4 separate regions of the Mus musculus genome follow, and regions 1, 3 and 4 are each linked to region 2. The links are chromatin contacts, called in public Hi-C and promoter capture Hi-C maps. All regions are on one chromosome and are shown on one strand. Each heading gives the region's core, a stretch centred on a gene start, on an enhancer-like site or on the middle of the called end of the contact. The rest is flanking DNA. Distances are from core to core; before and after follow the strand shown. Region 1 overlaps Gm35415 (a long non-coding RNA gene). Region 2 holds the start of Rgs18 (regulator of G-protein signaling 18). Region 3 holds the start of Rgs1 (regulator of G-protein signaling 1). Region 4 holds the start of Rgs2 (regulator of G-protein signaling 2).

Region 1 (4,837 bases), core at 614-3,113, 570 kb before region 2:
CATGTGTGTGCATGAGCACATGTGCATATGCTTGCCTGTGTGTACACAGGTGTATATATTGTATCATACAGCTGTGGATCATTTCTGACTTCTTCCAGAGATCACGTATATGTCAAAAATACTTGCAACCTAAGGAATGGATAATAGGAGCGATACGGGTATTGGGCCTTCAGCAGTAGTTAGGATCCTACTAGTAGATCTGTTGGTGTAGCATCTAAGGCTGAGCTCTAAATTTTAAATCTTATTTCAAATTTTCCTTTGATATATTTACATATTCTCTTATTGTTTAAAATTAATTTGTTTCCTGTAGTATTTTGGTTAAGAATACTTAACCAACCTGAGGCCAACCTGAGATAAAGTTCCACTGTTGCCATTGGTTTATCATGTGACTGTGTATGAGTTGCTTAAATACAAAGATGAATTTTTTCTTACACAAATGTGATATGCAAACTGTTTTCTTTGTGAAAAGTAAAAAAAGAAAGAAAGAGATAGATGAGGCTCGGTATACCTTTACACTCCTCTTCAGCACCTGGGTTCCCAAAAAGCTACTGACTTTCTAATACTCATCTTGTGCTACCAGCTCTAGCTGGTTAAAGGACAGAAAGCTCATCTCTTCACTTTCTTGAGGTTACAGTTAACTGGACTTAGAAAAAAAGGTACCAGATGGCTTTTTTATTTGGAGTATTGTGTGTGTGTATGTATGTATATGTATATGTATATGTATATGTATATGTATATGTATATGTATATGTATATGTATATGTATATATACATGAATGTATGTATTTGTATGTGTATATGTGTGCATGCATAAAGGCTTATCATGGTCTGTGTTCAGAGGCCAGAGGACATCTTGAGGAAGTTTGCACTCTCTTCAGCTTAAGTTATCAAGCTTAGCAGGAAACATCTTGACCCTTTGTGTCATCTCCCAGTTCTATTTTGAAGTACTTAAAATTAAAAAATAGTTCATGCTGAGATCACATATTTCATGCACAGCTGCACAGTTTCTAGCAACGATTTTTCCATATTCTTTGGAGACAGGTAAGGCACTGTCTTATGTAGTATAGATCATAGGTACCACCATGTTCCTTATGCCACCAGAGAGACTTTTTCTCAACATTCTTTGTAAACCTCTTTACCTTTATAGTCTTTGCCTTTAACCTTTGTTGCTTTTCAATTTAGTACTTTTTGCTAATTTATGATTCTCTCATCATTCCCGCATTTTATCTTTAGTCTTATTAAGGCCTGTTTATCCCAGTAATACAAATTTATTAAGCTGTTCAGGGTCATATGCTTTGAAATTGCATGGTTGGAATTTGAACTTAGAAATGTCTGATTTCAGGTTGGGGACATTATATGACATTCAAATGGCTACAGTATATTGATATTTTCGCCACTCCAGCCAAACCCATATTCATCTAAATTTGAACATACTTTTCCCTCAGTTTTGTAAGCATCCGAGTGGCAGAGAGCACAAACCCCTGTGCATTGTTATCAGAGACAACAATTTACTATTTAAACTGCTGTTCATTCTTAATCCATTGATTGACTTGGAGTTAAAAACCATGTAAATGTGTTATCGTTACAGAAGTCCTCTTTGGAACCACCCCGTGTTTATTAGCTAAGTAAGTTATGTCAAGACAGCTGACTGCCTCCTTTTTATTTTTGTAGAATTAAGGGGTGAAAAGTCTATGCCCATCTCACTCTGCTGCTTTCAATACTGCCATAGTAGAAGTTCATGTTGGAATCATAAAGAATTGGACAGAAAGGATATGACAAGATTGTCACACGACTCTATATCATCATAAGGATGATGACTCTGACATGTGGAGCTGGGTGTCACTAAAAAGCAGACACTGACTAAAAATAGTTGCTGTGGTCAGTCATGTGAGACCACAAAGCGGAAGAAGTCTAATCTTGATCCACATGTGTGTTATATTTTAAAGAAATGTCCTAGTGCCCATTTATTTACAGCAACAAGTTTAGCCATTCATTAGTAACCAAGGCTGGAGGAAGTCATCTGATATTAATGACACTTTTCAAATTGAATCAATGTATTCTTGAATGACTTTATTCTTAGTTGGTCATATTTATTCATAAAATAATGGCTAAACTTTATAAACAATTTCATTATTTGTAAGTTGTATTACTTAATACATTTTCAGAATATATTGAAGAGGAAAATATACTTATTATTATGTACTATCTGATGAAATAAACTCAGAGTGGTTAAAAGATTGATCTTAGGTCACATAGCTATTGGTGGAATTCAGAGTCAATTTAATATTTTAGTCACAAAGGCTTGGGACAGTGTTCTGAAATAAAGATGGTAACCATTAGAAAACCTTATCTAGGTCTCTTTCTTTGTGGTCTGTATGTTATAGAAATGAAACAAATCTCAAAATTAATTATATGTGTTGGATTATCTCAGAAAACCGTACTTTGATAAAGCTGTTTATTGTGGAAATAAAACTTGCCCATCTTATTTTCTTCTGTATTGTGACGATAGTTACTTTCTATTAACTTGATAAACTAAAAACATAACTTTTTACATCTTCAATAAAAATAATAGCTAAAATTGTTTGTAGAAATTTGATCATTTTGAAACTGTTATTTATAATGTACACAAAAACTATAACATCATGTGTTAAAATAAGCATTATATCCAGTTGAAGGAGAAGTAAAAAATCACCCCAGACCTGCTACCATCACACAGTATTCGCCTGACTCTTTACAATCTATCTTTAGTTTATTTATTGTCCATTTTCTAAAATATATCAAAAGCAGAATAGAATGTCTGTTGAAAACATGATTGCAAGTAGAAGACCAAAAACTTTGGAGACCAAGATTTTTCTGCACTTTTTTGTCATTAAGTAAATGCATTTGATTCTGTCTTCTACCCCTCCCTTAATCTATACCTAGTTGGTTTAAATTTATGGTCTAAAATTTTATAATTTGTCATATGAAAACATTTTCAAATTTTCCTATTTTGATGTTTAGAATGTTAAGGTATCAATTCATGTTGAAGTCAAATATTTGTTGTATAACTGCAAAGTTGTTAAGAACAGAGGATGGCCTAGTTGGACATCAATGGGAGGAGAGGCCTTTGGTCCTGTGAAGGCTCTATGCCCCAGTGTGGGGGAATGCCAGGACCAGGAAGCAGGAGTGGGTAGGTTGGTGAGCAGGGGTTAGGGGGAGGGTGTTTTTCTTCGGAGGGGAAACCAGGAATGGGGATAAAATTTGAAATATAAATAAAGAAAATATCCATTAAAATATATTTTAATTGGACACACACACACACACACACACACACACACACACATATATATGTATACACACACACACACACACACACACACACACACACATATATATATATATTTAATTGGACACACACACACATATATATATATATATATATATATACATATATATATATATAAAGTTGTCACACACTTTGGGGAATAGAGAAGGGCAAAACATAATGATGTTATATATTAATGCTATAGTTTATCTCGTACATGTTATAGTAGCTATATCTGCTGTTGTGCAAAGATGAAACACTGGGAAGCCTAGACTGTTCTTGGTGAACTAGATCTTAAACTCAGACATGACGCTCCATTTGGCTTTGAATGTGAGAGGTGCAGCTACTAAAATTGAGCAACAGAAAGAGACATGAGAAGAGAGTGGAATGAATAATATGGAACCCATAGCAAGAGGCTGGGATTCTGACTGTTGTGTGGTGCAAGATACAGACTTCAAGGGGATAAAATCGGTAGGCTTGAGTCCCCATAACCTTTAGAACATGGACTTATAGCCATCTGAGAACTGAACATGGTTAGTATGTGAAACCAGGGTGTCTGACTGCTGGAAGCAAAGTGTCACACTAATCAGGTTCTGAGATAAATGCAAGTGATATTGCAGAGAGGTTGCCAACAGAACTCCACACAGCAGACAATTAAAAAAAAAAAAGAACTAGGAAGAAAATTAGTGAAGTCAGTTTTGGAGAGCTAGAATTAGGTAGGGCACCTAGGCTTAATAAAATGTAAATTAATTCAGTATAACGTTGCTAGTAATATAAAAACAGTTATTTAGTTTTAAGGTCAAAGCAGACTGCAATGTCTTATCAGTACATAGCCAATAAAGGAGTACATGTCTTTTTGTATTCCGATGTACGAGTCACTCTGCACAGTGTGACTCAGAGCCAGAAGGCTGAGCTCAGTATGTGGATGTGGGTACTAGAGCAACGAAGATGTCACGGAAATCAAACCCACCATTCATCAGGCCTGAACTTGAGAGTAAATATGAGAAGAAAGAAATGCTGGCCATGAAGACTTAGAAACAGGAAGACACATTCAGTCTTGGTGTGATTGATGTCAATGGGTACTTGAGCAGAGAGGCAGTCATATCAGGCAGCTGTTGGTGAAAACTTCTCTGGCTGTGTTGTGCTAGATTAACTTGAAGAAGAGAGAGAATCTAAGCCCAGCTGAGGCAGATAATACTGTGAAACTTGTTCAGTGTGAAATCATTGACATAGTGACATCATTTGTGGGTCAGTTTCAGAAAGGCTATGGGAATGGAGGTTTTAGTGTCACTGGCAGAACTATAAGAGGGGAGTAAAGTGAGTTAGAAGGGTAGAACACCCCTTTTTAAGAGAGTGCGTGGAGGAAAGGAAAGATACTTCATCAGAGAGAGGCACTCAAGGTATCATTTTTATTTAAAAAGAGAGCCACTTGATCATTTTTATTTCCATGAATAAGTTCAGGTGGAAACACTTCTGTGCTTTTAGGACCAGGTAGAGTAGCACTTCTGAACAATTTTTGTCTTTTGTAGGTTA
Region 2 (4,749 bases), core at 414-2,913:
ACCAAAGTGTTAAAATTGTTTGAGTTTTTAAGTAATAAGAGAAAGAGAGAAACCAGGTTGAGAGATTATATATATATATATATATATATATATATATATATATATATATATACAAATAAGAAACCATAGACGGTATCATTCAAAGCTCTTTTAAAAAGAAGAAACTTCCTGGAATTTGTAACCACAATGTGATGTTTTTTCCTTTTTTCATCTTCTTCTTTTTTAATGCACAAAATTTAGTTAGTCTTAAGGGGGTAAGAAAATCTATTTTCTTATATGATTGGAGACATTCATAAAGAAGAGAGTGAAATACTTTTATATCTTTAACTAAACATATTAAAATTTTAAGTAGTTGTAAGCTAATATAAAAAGCTACTTTTTCAAGTTAAGGAAATGCTAAGCCAAGTTACAAAACTTTCTTTATTTGTGCATTCCTTTCGGTCATCCATAAAATATTTAAAAAAAAAAACTTTTGAGGAGAGTGATACATAACCTGTTTTTAAGATAAATTTACAATATTTAACAAAGTAGCATTTCATCAATTTATTGGCTATAAAGTATATCATTTATAATGGACAGATCTACTAATTTTAAGAGAACAATTTTCATGCTTCTGGTAATTTGACTTGAGTTATGAATGTGGTTGAGTTGTAGGACTATTCTCAGTGTTCAGGAATAAAATATTGAACAATGTTCATGTCACTATGTAATTTTCAGTAGCATATAGATTCTTATTTCTTTTTTCCTTAATCATCAATTACAGAATAAGGAAACTACCCTCCCAAGGAATTCATGCTCCCCACCTTGTTTCTTTGGCCAAGAGGGCAGATCTACTGGCTTGAGTCTCTCCATGGAAGTCAGGCCTCTGTAGGAGAAGACTTAGTCTATTCCTTTTTTCTTTCGCTCTGTAAAAGCAATAATACATTCAGGACATTTCTGATGTCCCAGAAGTCTTATTTAACCTGCTAAATAAATTTGGAATTCATAAACACCCACACACCACTCAGAAATTCATCTCCTTTACTTATGATTTAAACAGTAAATAGAGAAATTAGCATAGAGTGCACCACAGAAAATCCTTTTTACTTCAACAAGAGATAAGTATTTGAGATTCTATTTCATTAATTATTATTTTAATGCTTAGTTGTGGTTAAAATTTTTGACTTTTTTCAAAAAAAAAATGAAACTACATTAGAATAACATTTATTTTCATTTTTAAAAAACTAAAGCGCTTCCCCTGTCATTTTCAGCACTCCAATCAATATATTTTCAACAAAGTATTTAAAAAGTAAGAGCTCACAGATATTCATCAATCATGCTACTTAGATACAAAGTTGATGAAGACATCTCTAATTTTACCTGATTTTGGCCTCGATGCTTGTTTCTTCTTTCCCTGACCCATGCATTAGTTTGAAAAAAGTTTTCTCTTTTGATTCACACATATTTAATTGAGAGAAGAAAACCAGTGACATATCCATATTCTGTCCCAGTGACCAACAGATGTCAGATTTCCTTAGTCCTTCTCTCTCCCACAGATGAATGCTATTTCATAGGAAAACATCCTGAATAAAGCGCTATCCCGAATCTTTCCTCAGATTTTTCTTACAAAAAGAGAAAATAACATGAAAGAAAGTGAAGAGCTGTGTTTCTGCCTCTGCAAGTCTGAAAATGAGGAACTCAAGATTGGTCTTGTACTGAATTGTTGAAGGAAATGATACCACACATTTGCAAAACCGCTTCTGGCCTTCAAGATAAAAGCTGGTATTACCACAGCGTTACTTCCCTTTCAAGCCCGCAGAGAAAGGAGCTTCAGTAATGTGAATGGTGCTGTCATTTACCAAAGGACATAAAATGTCTTGTGGCAAAGCATTATCAAACATGAGCAGCTTAGTTTTGCTCTCCTTAAACTATAATTTCATTTAGTTTTAGTAAATTGACTTAATAAATTTCATTTGTTCACAAACTGCACTGAAGTGTTGATTAATTACATTTGCTTAATAAATTGCATAAACATTAAGACAAGAGGCCATTTATGAATGAAAGATAGAATAGAACTCACATAATTTAATATATTTAAAGCATCAGTCCATAAAGTGATCTAAAACAAATCGGAATCTTTTGGATAAGTATATGAAATGAAATGAGAAAAGGAATATGGCAAATTTTATACTGTATTCTCATATTTGCAGTTGAAAGTATTTATAGTCTTAGAATTGAGCACATCTTTCAATTTTTTGTTAAAAACATTCTTCTTAATGAAAAGCTTCAAATACTAATGATACATCGTATATTTTGTTTATATCATTATTCTAAAATAAACTGACAAACTTAACGGATTTAAAAATTGACAACTCTGAGTTTGATTTTTTTTTTTTTTACTTTTTCTTGAATCTAAAAGTCTTTGAGATATTTATCTATCTGAGGACTCATGTTTTCAGAAAAAGAAATCAAAATTCAAAGCCCTAGAGAAAGTGAAAGTCAGTAATTATCCATGTTTGATCAACAGTATATATGTAATTTTTCTAACAGCTTTTAACTTATTTTAACTTTTATAAATTATAATATATATATATAATCAAATAACACAAAGCAAAAGAAAGTGTATTTTCATTTGAATCATTGATTTAACAATATATTTAATATAGATACTAGCTTTGACTTCAGCATATTTATTACTTGATGCTACAGAACATTTTGTGTATATTTAAAAATGAAACTTCAAAATCTATGACTTTTACTTCAAATGATTTGAAAGTTATTCACTTTGCAATGCAATGTCAGCCTTTCCTTTCCTCCCAGTATCCCCTCATGCAAGTCCTCCCCCTGCTCTACCTTCCCCTTTGCTTTTGAGGGATAGCTCTTGCTCTAGACATTGGGCCAAGTTAGTTGACTCTGTCTGTATTCCTGTGGAGTCACTGACCTCTATTGGTCCCTCAGTCCTTCTCCCAACTCTTCATAAAAACTCCCTGAGCTCCATCTGATGTTTTGGTGTGAGCTCTGTGTCTCTCTCCATTGGCTGCTGGGTGGAGCCAGGAGGACAGTTGCTATATCCACTTCAGTGAAGTCTACTTGACCAAAGTAGTCCAGAGTCAAAGAGTTTCACGGAAACTTAGTATCCTGGAACCTTGGCATTCTCATAGCAAATACACTCAAAACCTGTCCCCATGTTAGTCTGGTGTATGGATCTGTGTGCTCTCTTTCAGTATTGTTTTATTATGAGTGCCTTTAAGGATTGATGTTGACATATAGCTAAGCCTTCCCAAGTGTTCCAATGTCCTTGAAAGTCCTTGAAGCTGACCCTGAGCTTGAGATTCAGTAAGAATTTACCTATTCAGTATCACTCAAATTTACTTCTAGTAGAGACAGTGAAAATAATCAGGCATTACTATTTACTTGAATAGAGCTAGAAAAGCTCAGGGCTAGTCTGCATAGTAATAACTTAGGACAATAGCGGAGTCACACCCATACACAGGAATACACAATGGCCTAGGAAATAGATGGATTGTAGTAGTATTCATGAAAGGGTTAGTAAAATGGAATTCCCCTGGTTCAGGTTTTTCACTAGGCCCAAAGGAATAGCACAATCCGGTATTTACTAAAGGACCCCTTGTGGTGGGTTTAACAATAGACTAGCATTGTATCAGAGCATTCACCTGGCTTCTATATTTAGCTGATCTTAATTAAGGGTTGTTCCTATTCTCAGTGGTAAACACGGCCTGGTTCCCGCTATATTTTTATGTATGCATTTTCTTTGTGTGTGTGTGTGTGTTAGGAACCAGTGTACCTTGATGGATGTATTCGCCTAGCTTTCTTGTTTTTCTTCTGTATTATAAGACTGGTGCTCGTTTTTGAGAAAATACATCCAGATACAGCACTCCCTTTTGTTCCTGTCTGTCACCCTTTTTGTCGCCAACTCCATGCCCACCTGTCTGAAACCCTAATTTCCCACGGATTGAGAAAGGCTGACTGAGGCTGGTCCGTGGCAGACTGTTATGCTAGATTCTTCTCTGCAAACATAACACTGTATCATTAACAGTGTCAGGGATCGGTTCTTGCCTATGGGAAGAGTCTCAATGTGGGCCAGTCATTGGTTGGCCATTCCCACAGTCTCTGCTCAGTCTTTCTCCTTGCACATCTTGTAGGCAGATCACATTTTGGGTTGAAGATTTTGTGAGTGGGTTGCTGTCGTATCCCTCCTCTGGGAGTCCTGTCTGCCTACAAGACATTGCAACTTCAGGATCCATATCTCCACTTCTAGGAGTCTTAGCTAGAGTTGTCTTAACTATAGACCCTCCAGGGCTTACCCCACCCCAGGACTCTGGAATATTCTAGAGATTGTCTCTCTACCCCCAGCCAATCTTCCTTCTCTATCCTCTGCTTCCCCTCCATATAATTATGCCCTCCCCGCCCTGCTCCTCTTCAAATACATTATGAAAGTTATTCACATTGGCTTAAAAACTCTTGCTAAAAATGTATACAACATAATTTTATGGAAACTGGAGGCCCACAATGCTTGTAGTTTCCACTGTGGTATCTCCTGGCATAGATGAGTATCCACTATAGTTGCATGAAGCTAAGTTTTGTGCAAAATGAATTCAGGTGTGTGTGGGGGGGGAACAGCAAGAATTTCATCTCACTATCAGCCCATATTTAAGCTACAACCGTCAAAATGTTAGAGACAAACTTAAATATGAGTCTATGGCTCTGCCTCTCTCTGTGTCTCTCTCTCTGTGTCTCTCTCTGTGTGTC
Region 3 (5,230 bases), core at 2,576-5,075, 530 kb before region 2:
AATTCCTGTCAGCCAGGAATCACTCACTTTAAAGTATTTGCCTGAAGGTCATTTAGAAGATTTAAGTAAATATTTGATTTCAGGAACCTGGGATAAGAATCTTTTTCCATGAGTGAATATATGACTTTTTGTGCTTCATCAAAAGATGTGGGAGTTGGTGTTTTAATCTTCTTGGCTGTCGATTCTCGAGTATGGAAGTCAATATTGATCTGAAAAGAACAATTTCTTAATTAATGTGCATTTGCAGTTTATCCTAAATTTTATTATACTATTAGTGTTCCAGAATCATCTTAAAATGGTTTACATTCTTATTTAGAATAGTTCAATTATATTCTGAATTGGTGTTCTAAGCCAGTCCTATAATAGGTATATGGGCTACAGAGAAATGCAACAAAAAGTGATTTTTCTTTCTGCATCTGCTTATGGTGTAATTGGGAGAAAGAAAATAAATAGGTATGAAAAATTAAATATCCCCAGAACATAGTCCATATATCACAATAGAAGGTCATAGGCATTTTAGGTTTACTGAATGGGAATATTGTCCTGGAAGATCAACACTGTAAGTAGCTGTACATGTTTTTGTTACTTTGATTGTGTGTGTTATTGGGGTCTGCATTTTATCCTTATCTGAGTTACAATAGCTCACTAAGGGTTCCTTAACATACAATCTGCCCTGCAATACCACATTCCATTCTCCATCCTACTAGGTTGGACAGTTTTGTAAAATCATTTTAGTCTCTCTACTAGATAGCTTTACAAATCCAGGGAATGGCTCCACTGAAGTGAATGGATAAATGAATATATTTGTCTATATGCAAAACTATGATACCACGGATTTCGTTGTAACCTATTTCTGTATGTAGGTAAAATTTACACACTCTGATACTAATGACAATGACTTTAATACTCACTTGTTTCACAGCATCTGAATGCACAAATGCTTTGTATATATTCTCTGCTTTGTTATGCAAAAGATCAGTCTCTGTTTTCTTATAGTCCTCACAAGCCAACCAGAATTCAATATTTTCCTCACTGAATTCAGACTTTAGAAATCTTCCAAAGACATTTTGACCTGCTAAAATAAGAGGGGTTTAGAAAATTGAGTCAGTAAAGGAATATGCTGCAGAAGAGATTTATAAGCAATCTTATAGCATTAATATATGCACAAAGGTACAAGTTGGCTACTGCTCAAACAGCTGTGCCATAATTTGTAGAGAAGCAGACATAGAAACTGTTACATGTGGAATCTGTCACCAAACAAACTGTCCACAGTCATATAATGTTTTGTGTGTTCACATAAATGTACTTTGCTTCCTCTTGTATTTAAAGTGACACTGAACTCTGCTGACTGTAGAACAATGTCATTACTTATAGGCACCAACATGTGAGCAAGAGTGTAGAGTCCTTTCTGCAAGGAAATGTTAATGATTTAGGGTATTAACATCGTTTGATGGTTAAAAATATAAATTCCTCATCCAAACCATGGTAGTTAGATAATGTTAGGATAGCTTGTCACCTGTATGTTTGGCACACTGATTTTACTTGCTAGTACCATTGAGATTTATATACCATTTGCTCAGCTTAATTGTAGAGTAAGTCTTGTTGTAATCATTGGGTCAAACTAAGCTAAATTTCTTCGACTTCCCAAGTAAGTTTCGTAGTGTCTTTCTACAAAGAGGGTAAACTTATTCCCGAGACCAAGCTGATTGTCTTCACTTCTGAATAAGATTCTAATCCCAATAGTGTTGCAATCCCACCATGGGGAATGGAGACTGGTTTCATTCATTTTTTTTTATTTCCTTCCATCAGAAAACCCCCACAAGCCTCTCTTGAGCTTATATTAAAACATGTATCATGCTGAATGCTTTCAGTGTTTACTTGGAATATCCAAGTGTCTTTAACGAAGTAATAGACTGTGTATTTGCATTTGAATCCTTGCTGTTTTTAAAATACCTTCCACGTAGGGTGGACAAATGAGAGTTAATAAGTATGTGGATGATAGACGACTAATTAAATAAACGAATCCTACTCTTTTCACTGAATGGTACAAAGTACATTTTAAGTACCTTTCAAAATAGCAATTCCAATGATGTGATATTTTCTTGGCTTTTAAAACTTTGAAGCTACAATGTACTTTTATTCACCTTTATTTTAATTTTTGAATGCTTATTATTATTTGATGTGTATATGTGTGTCTTCTTCTCCTTGCCCCTCTCCATGCAGAAGCGCCTGTGGACAGGTGCCCACAGAGGCCAGAGGAGGGCACAGGAGTTACAGGTAGATTGCTGTGAGACCAGTCCCTTGAGTGCAGGGAAACAGTCATCTTTAAGAGCAACAAGCAATCAGCCAACCAGCCAGCTCTCCAGCAACACAGCCTAATTTCAGTTTTGTTCTTGAATGCAAGAACACATGTAACTGTTTTGGCAGATTTGTCTAAAGGACAGTGATAAAAATCTAGTGCTATATTACTGAGTCATATTGTGAGGAAATTATGAATGATTCAAGAACTAAAATACTTCATTTTTGCATACTTGCTTTTCTTCCTTTGATAACATACATTAATCATCCATCCAACTTATTAAATTATCAAGCTGACCCCAAAACAATGGATAGATAGGAATACTTACTCTGGTTGGCAAGGAGTTTTTCCAGAGACTGAGACCACTGCATTACTTCTTCAGCAGAAAGTCTACAGTTAACAAAAATAATCTAAATTAATAAACTAGTTTTGGAAATCCCACTTGATTTAATAATGGCTACTACATATTGATAACTAAAATTTTTTGTTATGACTTCTATTATTACTTTTATGAATAAAGTTCCTTTTAATCACCATAGTTATGAAAAAAATCTGTCAAGACAGTTAAAATCTAAGTGGATAAATTAGAAAAACACAAATAGAAAACTGATGTGGACATATTAATAATTAATGTTCATTGGCTCTAATATGGGCTAATCTTGTTTGGCTTGTTACCTAAAAGAAATTAACTCCATTGCATGCAGTATTTTTATATGCCTTTTTAAAGTCCAAGGCTTCACTCAAGTCCCCTGCCCATCCCCCTGTCTCAACCTCCAAGTACTGGAATTACAAGAGTAAGCTGGCATGCCTAGACACATGAAGTATCAGTATCATTTGAAGACAACAGTTAGCTTCTAGGATGCTTAGACACTTAGAATATTTCAATATATTCAGTACATACATGTCTTTGGACTTGGCCGATTTCATCCCAGATTCCAGATGTGGGATCATCGATCTCAGGTATGTTTTCACGTCCATTCCACTACAAAAGACACCAAAAATTCATAATTCTCTACAAGAGTTCCCCTTATCTATGAAAAGAACATGAAGCAAACATATCTGAGGAGGAAGGTAATAATAAGACTAGCTAACACAATATTTTAGTATGTTAAAATAGAACTCATTTTTATGAACAACGTCTAGAAAGATTTCCCCAGACTTTCTGGTAACATGATTTATTTTCCAATAAAACTGACTCTCACTTATAAGTCACAGGAGGTAATTGCTCCGCTCTCCATAAACCAAATGCCAGCACTCACGTCCACTTATTCCTACTCCTTTGGCCATAAAAGATAATCAAAGAGACACACTGAAGGAACTTACAAAGTCTTTGGCCTTTTTTTCTGCTTTTTGTCGTCTAGAAGAGAATGGCTGTGTTCTTTCGAATCCTTTGGGCTAGCAGAAAAGAACATTCCTGGCATTTTGTTCAACCTTGGCATGGAGATGGCTGCCGCTCTCATGGTCTTCTCAAAACGAGTGAGTGTCTGTTAGTCTACGACTGCTGCTTTATATAGCGTAAGGCAGACAGGGCACTTGCTGTTCAGGGAGTCTGTTTATCAAGTGATGTTACCACAGGCACGGAAGTTCCTCCTTTCTTGGTGTGTCGTGACGTGTATCTTGAAGAAAAAAAAGTGTACAGGGATGTCTTGTGGTTGAAACTCAACTGAATGAGAGCAGGTCATTTGATTAGGAAGGCAGGAACAAAATTATGCACACACATGCACAAACACACACACACACACACACACACACACACACACACACACAGACACACACAGATATATAGAAGGGGGCCATACACATCTCTGGAGGAAAGGAAGTATCAGCCTTTAGTTTGAGTTAAAACTTTCTTTTTTTTTTCCCTTGAAAACTATATGTTCTGGTCAATGTTACATTTGCTATATTTTCTGTATCACGCAGAAATTCAACAGTAGAGTCCTATCCCTCCCTTCACCTTGATGCTTGGGGTAGTTCTGGAGTATAAAATCATCTGATCACAATGTTTTTTCTCCTTTCTTAAAAATTAAAAGTAGATTTCCTTGTCATATAGTATACTCTGATTACAGCCCCCCCCCTTTAGTTTCTTCTGGCTTCTTCACAATATTTTAAGAGTTCTTCACCACTGCCACCCATATGAAGCAGTATAAGATTAATGTTTTTTTTATACTGACTACTCTGTATCTATCTGGTAAGATGGAGACCTATGGGAGGCTGTCTACACCACTGTGGTGTCTGGAATCTTGCCCATCATTTCCATCACAAGGAACATTCTTGTTAGAATTTTCCAAGGTGTGTACAAAATATTCTACCAGTGACACATAAGATGACCTTAAGGAGCATTCTGTTTTTTAATGCTACTTCTATAATTAGACTATAAGTGATGTGTCACTGTAATTGTGTTCAATAATTAAGATGGCATGGTAAAATTAAAGAAAACCTATGAATAAAAGTGTACCTAACATACAGACCTTACATAATGATAAAGATACCAATCTTTAAAAATAAAGTATCTGAGGGAAAATTCAAAGTAAACTCAGAATTTGTTTGAATAAGTCAATCATTTGTACTAGTTAGGATATAATAATTGAATTTTTTGAAATATCTCCAGAGAGGAAAAATCTAGCTTTAATTGAGATGATTACATTACAAAAATCATTACTCATTGATAAAAATCATGTATCAGAGCAGAGATATTAATGCAATATAACATCTTACAGAGTTTATACAAGATGCATACTATGGCACTTTATAGGATGGCCAACTTTACTTTGGGCAGATTGAATTTTGCCTCTCAATAGAGGGTAGCCTTTATCATAGAAACTTTTGGTGGAATTAGGTAAATTTGACTTAAAAAAAAGAGAGGCATATTAATTTTTCTTTGTCCTTTTTAAAAAATCAGTATGATACACAAAGTCTGTAGTAAACATTTAT
Region 4 (5,074 bases), core at 340-2,839, 770 kb before region 2:
AACCACAGCCTGAGTAACTGGCATTTTAATTTTTAGGCTAACTTTTCTTCCCCACCTGAGGTGAATACCTCTTGCTTCCCCATGATTAAACCCAGTGATATAAGGGAAAGAAAAAGAGGCTTTGAACTGTCAGTGGTGGTAATGTCTAATGCACTTCTTGCAATCATTTCTAGGCTTTTAAAGATACTGGTGAGAGATCACATTCAAGAGGTGAACTTACATTTACTGGCCAGCAGTTCATCAAATGCTTCTGCCCAGAGCTGCGCTTCCTCAGGAGAAGGCCTGCAAGAGAAGTTCCGCAAATGAGCTCCCCAACACACATCAGTTCCCCTTCCCCTTTTGCTTGGCTTGGTTAGATATTCATCTCTGTAACTACAGGATCCGAAACTTACTTGATAAAAGTTTGCTGTTTGCTTTTCTTGCCAGTTTTGGGCTTCCCAGGAGCAGAGGAATTCTGCAAGAAGTAGCTCAAACGGGTCTTCCAATCCTTTAAGCTGGAAAAAAAAAGAGAGAAAAAAAAAATACTTCAAGTGGCAATTCTTGAACGGTCAAACTATCATCAGCTGCAGTAGCTACAAACAAAGCAGATGAGTCTCTCCCTCTTAGCTTTTAAACCCAGCACCTCAGAACACAGTTTTATCCATTCATCCGACTATAATGAGCTTTACAAGCAGGATAGGACTACATAACAGCCAGGGTATTTTAAATTTTCACCAGTTATTTCTGACCTAATAAACAGGTAGTGGATTTTCTGCATGGTTAAACTACAGCTTGCTGTCATTTTTCAATTGAGAACAGCAGTCTTGACCCAGCTGATGTTTCTTCCCTTTCTGCACTGGGGGTAGGAGGGTCTGCACTATGCCAGAGACAATGCATAGGTGTGTGTGTGTGTGTGTGTGTGTGTGTGTGTGTGTGTGTGTGTGTGTGATGGATTCCCTAGCTCCCCTCTGCGACCGCCCACAGTGCTTCTCCGCAGCAGATACTGCAGAGCAAATTACTCATTCCATAGTCGTGACTGGGTGAGCCCTACTTTATGATTTAAAAATGGATCTCATACATTGCGAATCAACTCAAACATCTCCACCCAGCAGCTATGCAAGCAGCTCAGAACTAACAATGCAACGTCCAGACGCCGGTGGACGTTATTCAGCTACAGGATTCTGATGCCACATTAAATGCAGAACAAAAAGCCAACCAGCCCTTCTCAGATCATCTACCGCCACCTTCTTCAACCATTTCCTATAGTTCCTAAACTCTCGGAGCTCACATAGAAAAAAAGCAAATACCACCATATCTAGCAAGCTAACCCCCCACCCCCCAAGCCCCCACACTTTCTCTGCAGAGGTGCAGACTAGAGAGCATTCAAAGCCGAGATCGAGGGAAGGTAGGTCCCTAGCAGCAAAGCCAGGCTGGGTATGAAGAGCTCTTCGGGAGACAGGGCATACTCACAGTGTCCGCTTCATTTTCTCCCGCTTCTCCTCGACCTTGGGGCCGTTGCCTGCACTCTTGTCCATGGGTACGCAGTCGTGCTGGACAGCCAGGAACATGGCACTTTGCATTCTCAGACTCCCGCGGCCACCGCAGCTGTTTGAGGCCGGGAGCGCGCCGCGGGCTTTTAAGGCGGGCGGCGGCATAGGGGCGGGACCTGGAGGCGTCAGCCACGCCCCAAGAGAGCGCGGATTGGCTCGCTGCAGACGGCACGAGGGCGGAGTCGCCCCGGCCTGTGGCAGTCACGGCAGCCCCCGAAGGGCCTGGAAGCGAGGGCGCTGTTGACGTAGGCGCCGCATCCTCGTGCGCACACAGGGTGGGAGGTGGCGGGCGGGGACACAGAGAGATTTGGTAGGCACTTCGGGCAGCCACGCGGTGAAGGGTCTCCGAGTTCTTGGCTTTTCCTTTACTGAAGACCGTACCTTTTACTCGTGTGCGTGTGTGTGTGTGTGTTCGCGCGCGCCCCACCTTTGTATCTATTGTTCATCCGGACACCCATAAACTGCAGCTGGGATGGGGAGAGCCCTGCTGGCTGCACTCAGCAACTCTACCTATTTTAGAGAAGGAAATCAAACAACTAGAAAAACCTGAAATATGGACTGTTGAGTAAGGTGCTGTAGCTCGCTCAGGCACCTTGGAATTCCTAAAGGGAATTCCACGCTACTCAGGGAGGAAGCGGGAGAAAGTTTCTATTAAAACCTGGTGTTTTAACCAGTTCTGCAGTTTTGATCTTTAAATGCATGGCTGCAGCAGGCTGTGGCTTTGCAGGGTCGTTCCCCAGGAGACCCGAGGGGCATCTCCTGCGGGGCACAGCAAAGATCAGAGAGATAGGTGAGAAATACAAAGGGAAACCCAGGATCTCGCAGTTCTGCTGCACACGGATCATGTGTAGTTTCAGAGCGTAAGGAATCAGGATTTCCTCATGAGTCATTCACGGTTGAACAGATTTAGGAATTACTAGATGTTCAACTGCTTAAGTTAAGGTGGCGGTGCAGTGGGGGCTAGAGCTAGATGTGAGAGCCGGTTGGTGTAAAGAATTTGTTTGGGTAAGCTTCATTTGTGAGAACCCCTGTCTCTGCTCCTGCAGGGTTTAATAAGCCCTGATTTGTAAGAACTAATACATGACTTCAACTACAAACTGATTCAGCTTCCTATGTTACCAGAATGATGCGGCGGAATACCTAAGTGGTTTTCCCATAAAGTCTGAACAGACTAACAAAAAGGTACGGCTTAGGCTCTAGTTATTCTGATTCATACTAGATCTACTAAAAGGAAAATGAAGACCCATTCTCAAACTGGGAACCAAGCAACACATTGTGACAAGCTGAGGGTAGTTTGAGTCAGAGATCAAAGTCTGCAGTCGCTAATGAAGAAGATTGGTATAGCCTTATTATAGAAGGAATATCATTTCGATTTTAGCAACAAATACTTGATAGCATGCTTATGAATCTGTAAGATGAAATTTTTAATAAGCCGAAAAGATCTGCACTGTTTCTACATTTGCTTTAATTTCTGACGATTTAATACATATTTATTAAGCTTGTGTTAATAAAATAGTGTTGCTCGTTAAAATATCTGTAATGTGCAGGCATAGTTGACTTTTTTTTAACAATACAAAACAGGACTTTTTTTTTCTTACAACCCTGGGTATTAAAATCATCAATATAGGTCAGGTGACCCTTGACACTTGTGGCTGTTAGCAGGTGTAATCAGAGCCAGTAGTTGCTAAGTCTCTGTTAGGGCAGTCACTTTCCTCCTGCCTGAGCCCTAATTTCTCATGACTAAGAGCAGCAATGTGATTTTTTCTTCTCCTTTTTTTTTTTTTTTTTTTTTGCCAGTCTCAAAAGATACTATGCAAATCTTGCATTTAAGACCCTTTGTAATGGCAACAAAGTGCATTATTTTGCACATACAAACAGAGCAATGTCAAGCTAGCTTTTCAGCATAAAAAATCTGTAAGAAGTAACTCAAAATTAATTAGGTTCTAAATGTGTAAATTCTATCAACTAGCAAGATAATGCAGTTTGTGTGTGTGTGTGTCAAGCTTATGACAAATTGATGTTTATATAATAAATGAGTAAGGACAAGAAACAAAATAGTTCATATTTAGCACCTTCAAGATCTTTAAACCTGAAAAGCTCTGCTCTTTTTATACATTAACAAAGTGAATTTACATGTGCCCTACTAACTAGTTGAAAGGTAGACCACCCTAGATGATTTTTGTATTTAATCCACTTTAATACTTTTTTTTTCTCTACAAGCCTTTTCAGACTGACAATTGGAAGTAAGTCACAAAATTATTTTTTCTCCCTGGAAATCGTGGATAAATTTACAACCACTGGTAATTTTGGGAGTTTAGGCAGTATCTACTACAGACAGACACCTTTTTTCTTGAGAAGACACCACATGGCACTGGGAGGGAATATAGTGGCAGAATGCTTGTTGAGCACGAAGGGGCCCTGGATTCTATCTCCACCAAAAATACCCCCCCCCCCCCAGGTCTTTTTCAAAACCGGCTTTCATATTTAAAGTAATAGCTTCATGTCTGGCAACTTCCCTTTAGAGTTTGTTGTTGTTACAGTTGGCTTTTAGGTAAATAGGATTGCTAAATACTAAGATGACACACAGTTTCCATTTTGTGGTGGCGGAAGCAGCAATGCAGTGGGTTGAAAAAAGACTGGCCGGCAAAGCCACAGCCTGAGATCTGCTGATAAACAAAGCGTAGGTTTCCATTTTGAAGCTGCCATGCCCTCTGCTGGAGCTGCCTGAGCGCATGCCGCTGGATTCTCCCACAGCGCAGACTTTTTTTCCTTTTCCAAACAATACCACACAGATAACACGAAGGATACAATGTCTCACTTGCCAAACACCTATCTTCTTCATTAATTCATTGTTATGAATATTTATATACTAACTCATGCTCTAGTAATTTAAAGCCAATATATGCTTAAAAATTCACGGAAATATTCTGTGTATAACTAAGTGCTTAAAACAAAACAAAACAAAACAAAACAAAACACAACTTGGCAATATGTTTAGATATTAATTTGAAAGAACTCCAAAACTGTGGCTCACCTTTGTGAAATGTTCTTTTCAAATCAAGAAAACATGGGATAGGTAATTGAAAAAAAAATGTTAATAATGTTCATATAGTCAGAAATGTGACACAGGTTCTCCCCCGCACCCCCCCCCCCATTTTATTTTGTCTAACTTTTTTTGTGAAATATTTTATCAGAATGAACACATGCTTTCACAAGACTCTTTTCGTCACCCTTTTCCTCTAACATGATCTCAGATTTTAAAGTTATTATTAATTTCTTAAACGGTAACTTCTGTGCCCAGAAGCTAAGAGAGAAAATTAGTGTTTTTGTCGGGATTGTATTGCTTTAATGCTTGACCTGTGTTTCAGAGGACTTAGTCACTCAACCAGTGTGTGTCGGTGGTTTCACTTAGCCGTGGCCCTGCTTCCTCTATGCTTTGAGGTGCGTATTCCAAATGCAGGCAGGCAAGGCATTGCGAAATTTAATCACCTTCTTTACCAAAACACTGAGAATAATAGGAACCTAAGGATGTTTTTTATTTCTGA

Evidence for each region. Promoter capture Hi-C pulls out the DNA fragments that hold promoters and counts their contacts. A called contact is a pair of places that touch in the nucleus more often than the background predicts.
Region 1: a promoter capture Hi-C map of the HPC-7 cell line shows a contact between it and region 2, with 5 times the contacts expected there. The contact joins the enhancer-like site here to the promoter of Rgs18 in region 2. A contact is called at or near these places in 4 of 39 promoter capture datasets (the C10 cell line, the HPC-7 cell line, pre-B cells and 1 more), 4 of 484 Hi-C or Micro-C datasets (the HPC-7 cell line, bone marrow-derived macrophages, granulocyte-monocyte progenitors and 1 more) and 1 of 9 other capture datasets (macrophages).
Region 3: a contact with region 2 is called in a Hi-C map of LSK cells, with 2.9 times the contacts expected there. The contact joins the promoter of Rgs1 here to the promoter of Rgs18 in region 2. A contact is called at or near these places in 1 of 484 Hi-C or Micro-C datasets (LSK cells) and 1 of 9 other capture datasets (macrophages).
Region 4: a contact with region 2 is called in a Hi-C map of LSK cells, with 6 times the contacts expected there. The contact joins the promoter of Rgs2 here to the promoter of Rgs18 in region 2. A contact is called at or near these places in 3 of 39 promoter capture datasets (the HPC-7 cell line, neutrophils and pre-B cells), 4 of 484 Hi-C or Micro-C datasets (LSK cells, erythroblasts, hematopoietic stem and progenitor cells and 1 more) and 1 of 115 datasets of contacts at active chromatin or transcription factors (the 230-238 cell line).

The regions. Positions count from the first base shown.
Region 1 is chr1:144,198,843-144,203,679 of GRCm38.p6, forward strand. It overlaps Gm35415 (a long non-coding RNA gene), which reads left to right. Exons shown (of 3, transcript XR_387456.2): 3 at 1,672-1,984. Among named protein-coding and RNA genes, the nearest start is that of Gm35415, 3.8 kb to the left of the region's middle. Within about 2 kb of position 1,864, at least 63 of the 459 cell types and tissues checked have an H3K27ac peak or open chromatin away from gene starts, as enhancers often do. A contact at or near this core is called in the HPC-7 cell line, bone marrow-derived macrophages, macrophages and 1 more, where this site is marked.
Region 2 is chr1:144,773,764-144,778,512 of GRCm38.p6, forward strand. It overlaps Rgs18 (regulator of G-protein signaling 18), which reads right to left and starts at 1,664. Exons shown (of 5, transcript NM_022881.5): 1 at 1,360-1,664; 2 at 804-905. The coding sequence starts at 1,478.
Region 3 is chr1:144,245,279-144,250,508 of GRCm38.p6, forward strand. It overlaps Rgs1 (regulator of G-protein signaling 1), which reads right to left and starts at 3,826. Exons shown (of 5, transcript NM_015811.2): 1 at 3,623-3,826; 2 at 3,201-3,281; 3 at 2,628-2,689; 4 at 912-1,075; 5 at 1-209. The coding sequence starts at 3,759. The coding sequence ends at 24.
Region 4 is chr1:144,002,560-144,007,633 of GRCm38.p6, forward strand. It overlaps Rgs2 (regulator of G-protein signaling 2), which reads right to left and starts at 1,590. Exons shown (of 5, transcript NM_009061.4): 1 at 1,450-1,590; 2 at 393-494; 3 at 221-282. The coding sequence starts at 1,559.